2 separate regions of the Pan troglodytes genome follow, and region 1 is linked to region 2. Evidence: chromatin contacts called from public HiChIP or PLAC-seq data. All regions are on one chromosome and are shown on one strand. The core of a region is the stretch at or near the end of the contact, and the rest is flanking DNA. Distances in the headings are between cores, read along the strand shown.

Region 1 (2,700 bases), core at 154-2,653, 130 kb before region 2:
TTCCTGTTCTGGACTACAAACGGGAGCCAGTGCTGGCAGGAAAGACTGAAAGGGAACCCAGCAGGAGGAGGAGGAAGGAAGCCACTGAGAATCCCCCCTTCTATGAAGAGAACGAGTCTAGAGCTCTGGCTGGCCCTCCTGGTAGAAGCTCACCTCTCAGTCCAATTTTCTCCCAGCAGTGAGGAAAGATGGCAGCTGCTGCTTTTCAAAGCTCAGAGAGAGCAAGAAACCTTTTCCTTCCATCCTCCCCCTCGGAGATTCCCACCCCCATCCCACCTCAGGAGCCAAAAAGGTAGGCTCAGGTTCCCAGCAGTCTTCGCAGCTAAGGCTGAATCTGCCAAAAGCCCCCGCCCAGCTTATCCCCTGCTTCCGGGCTTTGCCTCCCTGTCCACAGAGGATGCTCTTCAGCCAGACTGCTCCAGGGTTCCCCTGATCATTCTCTACCTGCAGCTAGGCTGACCATGCCTCTGTCCCCATTATTTAATCCACCAGGCAATACTCAAAATGACATCGTTAACACTTCCTGAGCATTCGCAGGCTGCTGTATTTAGTTCTGATCCCCATTCTTCCTCCATGAGAGTGCTTAGGTGGGGCATGATCTCCAGCTTAGAAAGGTTAAGGTAACTTGCCCAAGGTCACACAGCAGGAAAGTAGCAAAAAACTTGTTTCTCTTGCCCAGCAGTTTAGCAGGTGCTCAAATAATCTTTGTGCACAGGGTGACATCTGTTGTTTCTTCATTTCCCTGACCTGTGGGTACTTGAGGGTGGCCGGGGAGTGGTGTGTGGGGAGGGGGATGGCTGCCCTTCTTCATGAATGAATCTTTGACCTCCTTAGTTTACTCTCACTTCCAAAGAAGTTACAGCTTTAACTCTAATCTCTCTGTACCCTATGTTCAATGTATTTATCGCAGCAATGCCCCTTTTACCAAGAGCAACGAAGAGCAGGTCTAATGATTTCCTTCTCAAAAGCGCAAAGACCAAAAAAAAAAAAAAAAAAAAAAAAAAAAAAATCCAAATAAATAGCCCCACTTCCTCCCCAAATATACAGCCCATAACTAAACAACCAAAACAACCAAAGCATCAGCCGGGCCCCTGCACTGACCGCAGACGCCCCCAACACACGCCACCACGCCACACTGCGCCGGGAGGCGTCGGGGAGGGGGCGCCAGCGCGGGCCGCTGGCGCCGCAGGGAGCCGGTGGGCTCCGGGCGCGCTGCCAGGAAGGGCCGCACCGTGGGGGCCGCCGCCTCTCGCCACGTGGTGGTGGCAGCGGCGGGGTCCGGGGCGCCTTCCCAGCTGGAGAAACCTGGAGCAGCCGGGGAGGAGGCGGAGGAGGCGGCGGCGGCGGAGGAGGAGCGGGGCGGACGGGAGGGAGGGGGTTGGGGGGAGGGGTGGGGGGTGGGGAGAGACCCGGCGGCGGCGACAGGGCGAGGAGCAGAGCGCGGTACCAGGGGGGTGGGGGCACTGGTGCCCGTTTGGGGAGGGAGCAGGCGGAGGGGGTAAGCTGCGATTACAAGCAGGAACCGGCAGCAGCTGTGAGTCCCCGGCTGGGGCTAGGGCTGGGGGAGGGGAGCGGCGCCCGGGCCGGGCCCCAGGGGTCGCGGGGTAGGCAGGAGGAGGCGGCAGGAGGGCGGCTGGCAGCCGCACGGGATGGCTGGGAGGGAAGGGGTCCGGTGTCGGCCGCCCTCATCCCCTCGCGTCCCCCTCCGCCGCCGTTCCTCAGGCCGCGCCACTCCCGGAGCCCCTTCCCCGGCCCCCAGAGGGTGTCCGGGGGCCCAGGGCTCGGCCGGTTGTGGGGGAGGGGGCTGCGTGGTCTTGGCCCCCGAGAGGGGAGGGGCGACAATTTCTGTCGGCCGAGCGAAAGGGGTTTAAAGGGCGGCTCTTAAAGGGGCCGCAGGAGGGGCCCGGGCAGACAGAGGCACTCACCCCTTCCCCAGCCGCCTTCCATTGCGCTCACCCGGGCGCTGGGCCCAGAGAGGAATGCGGAGGAAGGAGGCATTTGTGGGGCGGCCTCGGGGGCAGAGCCCCGCCAGCGGGGTGGGCGCAGAGGGGCGGGCGGGGGTCTGGGGGGGTGTGGTAAGCGCTGGCGCGCGGAGCTGGGAGGAGGGGATGGCGTGGGAAGGAGAGGGTTAAAGGTGGGGCCGGCCCTACAAACGCGCGCACACACTCCTTACTCAGACCCAGTCACTCGCGTTTCCCTGGCACTTAGATGGGCCTGTGGGTGGCGGAGGGGGGGGGGTGGATTGAATTGGAGCCTGCGCCGGAGCCCTTTGCACCCCAAGCTCCTGCAGCCCGACCTGGGGGCCCCGCTGTCTGAACTCACAGCTCCCTGCCGAGCCCCCTCTCCGGGGTGCACATAACGCTCCAGCGCGCGCACACACCTCGGACAGTCCCCTCGCGTCTCACGTGACACGCGGCCCGAACGTGCCACCCTGCCCACGCGCTCACGCACGCGTGCACACACCAGCCTCCTGGTCGCTGCCCCACTCCGTCCCGACGCCCCTGCGACCCCGAAGGCACTCATTGACTGACACACCTACACTCATTCACAGACGCACACTCCCCCCATACGCCAACCCCAGACACACATTCATAACCAGGCCCGAGAGAAGTACACACGCACCCCCTCACTGCCTACTCCTGCTTTCGGGAGCCTGAGTCATTCCTGCCCCCTCGTAGGGTTCCCCATTTCCCGGTGCGC
Region 2 (2,700 bases), core at 147-2,646:
TGAGATAAGGGCTCCCCAACATACCCTCTGCTCACCTGCCATGCCTCTCCCAAGTCTGCCCCTCTGTCCCGACCCCACCCATTTTCACCTGATATGGACACTGCCCTGAGAGTGAACTAGCACACAGCAGACGGGCAGGTGCCCAGGGAAAACCACAAGACATATGCCCAGCCCCGCCTTGGGCACATACTCTGGGGCTCCAAGAAACATTCAGTGCTTTCTTTAGAGGCTTCCCTGGGAGTGCTCAGAGGTGAAGCAAGGGAGTGACAGAAGAGGCTCCAAGAAGAGACAGAGGGGTTCAGAGACTGGACAAGCGAGACCTCCTCAATCCAGCTGCCTCTGCCTTCAGGACCCCTCCACCCTGCCACGGTAGCTCAGAGACTTCTCTGCCATGATCTTGCAGAAAACTCCCCAGCCTCCCACCAATTAATCTCCATATTATCTAGTGCTTGGAGAAACTGAGGCCTGAGATAGCCCCCATTTTCCCATGTCTCCTCCCACCAAACATGCCCCTAGGATGCCCTCTTTGGACCCTCAGTGCCCCCTAAAGCCTCACCATCCCCTGTCTACCCTCACAGTCCTTGGGGCTCTGAGAAGTGCCACCCACCCAGAGAGGGCAGGACATTGGGCTAACGGAGATACTTCATGAGAGAAGAGGGGGCCTAGGACATGCCCAGGTCTGCACAGGTCCTGCAGCAGTGCCCACAGGCACCCTTGGCACTGGCCCTGGCCATCCTGGCTCCACCGGGAGATCAATAATGCATGAGGCTCTGCATGTGTGAGACGGGGGAGGGGACTGGAGGGGCGAGGCTGGTTTGAGGTGGGGGAAGCAGCCCAGATCTTCTAATGGAGCTAGCAAGCACCTGAGGAACTGAGGCCCAGAGGGGACAGGGATGTGGCAGGAACGGGTGCCCAGGAGGTTGGGGCAGAGGGACCCTTGCTGCAAGAGGCTGACCTGGGAGGAAACTCTTGCATTCAGCCATTGAAAGTTCTCAAACTCTTCCGGTGTTCAGGTATCTCTGGGCCCTTCTCCTGGCCCTGTGGGGATCCTGGCCCCTCACTGCTTGTGGGTAGAGGGGGAGGCTCTATCGGTAGGCAGGTGAAGGGTCTAGGTGAGCCAGGTGGGTGCCCCCTCTCCACCTCCATTCAGGAGCAGACCCACCAGCTTCAGGTGGGAGGGAGCTCTTCTCAGGAATGTCAGCTGCTGCCACGCAGCCCCCTTACCCCAGGGTCCATGGACGCCAGTACTCCTTGGCCCTCGCGCCGCTCTGCCTCTGAGTCACCGTCTCCGAGTCACCGGCTCCCTCCTCACCGCGCTGAGCAGTGGCAGCAGCTGCTGCAGGAACCAGGAAGGAAGGAGACGTCGGAGCCTCCCCTCTAGCCGGATCTCCCCACCTCCCTCTCCCCTGTCCCCTCCTCCCGCCAAGCTCCGGGCAGCCGCTCAGCTCTGCCCCCCTGCTCCCCGGAGGACTCAGGGCTGAGCAGACTGCCCTAGCATCGGTGTGGCTTGGGAGTGGGGGCACAGTCCCCGCTGGGCATGGTTCCAGATAGATCAGAGGACTGGGGAACTGTTGGCTGTATGCCAGTGGTGATAAAGGATTTATTCAGACTAGCATGGCAGTGACCCTGTTAGTACCCAAGGCCAATTCCTAATTAATCCCCGCCCCCTGCCTCTCATTTTACATCTGAAAATAGACTGCAAAATTTGGAGCCAGCAAAAGTATCAGGTTGATGGTGGAGGGACAGATGCCCCCTCTGGGACCATAAGAGAGTGCCAAGAGCACAGTCAGCAGGGGCAGTCAAGCCAGGAAAGGGACAGCCAGCAGTCCCCACACTGAGGCCCTTCATTGGGGTGATGCCCCACTAGGTCAGGCCCCATGGAGATCTGAAAGTGCTTGTGTGTACGAAGACACCCCACAGCCTGCAGTCTCTGATCAGGAGCAGGCCTGGGGCAGTCACAGCTGCTGTTAAAAGGGCTGCAATGCTGGTCCCCTCCCTTCCTTTTACCCTTCTGCTGGAGTACTGTGCCCAGCTGCTCAATTCTAATGAAAAATCGGCTCTTAACAAAGATCTAAAATTCATTCAAATGAATGTGGCATAGACCTACATTTTCAAGCGCAGCTAAGTTTTCTGGAAAGAAGTAGGTGGGGCCTCAGGTGAAGGATGTGATTCAAGTTTCTTCTCTGACTCCAAAAGTGACATAGGCCACTTATCCCTTCCACTTCATCCTCACCGAGCTTGGTTTACGTTTCAGGGTCTCACATATCTCTCGGGAACACCCACTGTCTTGCCTTTATTCAGAGCCTCAGCGCTGCTCCAGCCACCCCAGGAGGAGGGTGTTGTTAGCACCTGGCAGGGTTCTGGGAGGGACAGGAGCACTGGGCAGCACTGACCAGACAAGCTCTGGCATCCAGGAGCCTCAAGGGCCTTTTAAGCCACTTCCCAGTGATTGAACATCCCTGGGCATACAGCACAGGGCGAGGCACTGGGGGAAGCTGGTCCTGGCCCAGGCCACAAAAGAGCTGCTGCAGGTCAACCCTGCCAGACAGTGCCTGTCCAAGACTAAGGAAGCAGTGGCATTGCTTCAAGTCCGAGAAGGAATGTTGAACAGCCACCTTCCCCGGGTCACCCCTGCATCCACCCAGAATGTGCTCCAATCAAGGATGATGGTGGACTCCGAGTTAAGCATCCCGTCTCCTT

What was found. HiChIP or PLAC-seq counts read pairs in DNA pulled down with a chosen protein or histone mark.
Region 1: a contact with region 2 is called in an H3K4me3 HiChIP or PLAC-seq map of stem cell-derived excitatory neurons, with 6 times the contacts expected there. The contact joins the promoter of TBKBP1 here to the promoter of OSBPL7 in region 2.

Annotation. Positions count from the first base shown.
Region 1 is chr19:20,397,172-20,399,871 of NHGRI_mPanTro3-v2.0_pri, reverse strand. It overlaps TBKBP1 (TBK1 binding protein 1), which reads left to right and starts at 1,403. Exons shown (of 10, transcript XM_016931568.3): 1 at 1,403-1,443.
Region 2 is chr19:20,269,597-20,272,296 of NHGRI_mPanTro3-v2.0_pri, reverse strand. OSBPL7 (oxysterol binding protein like 7) reads right to left here and starts at 1,396. Exons shown (of 23, transcript XM_016931563.3): 1 at 1,225-1,396.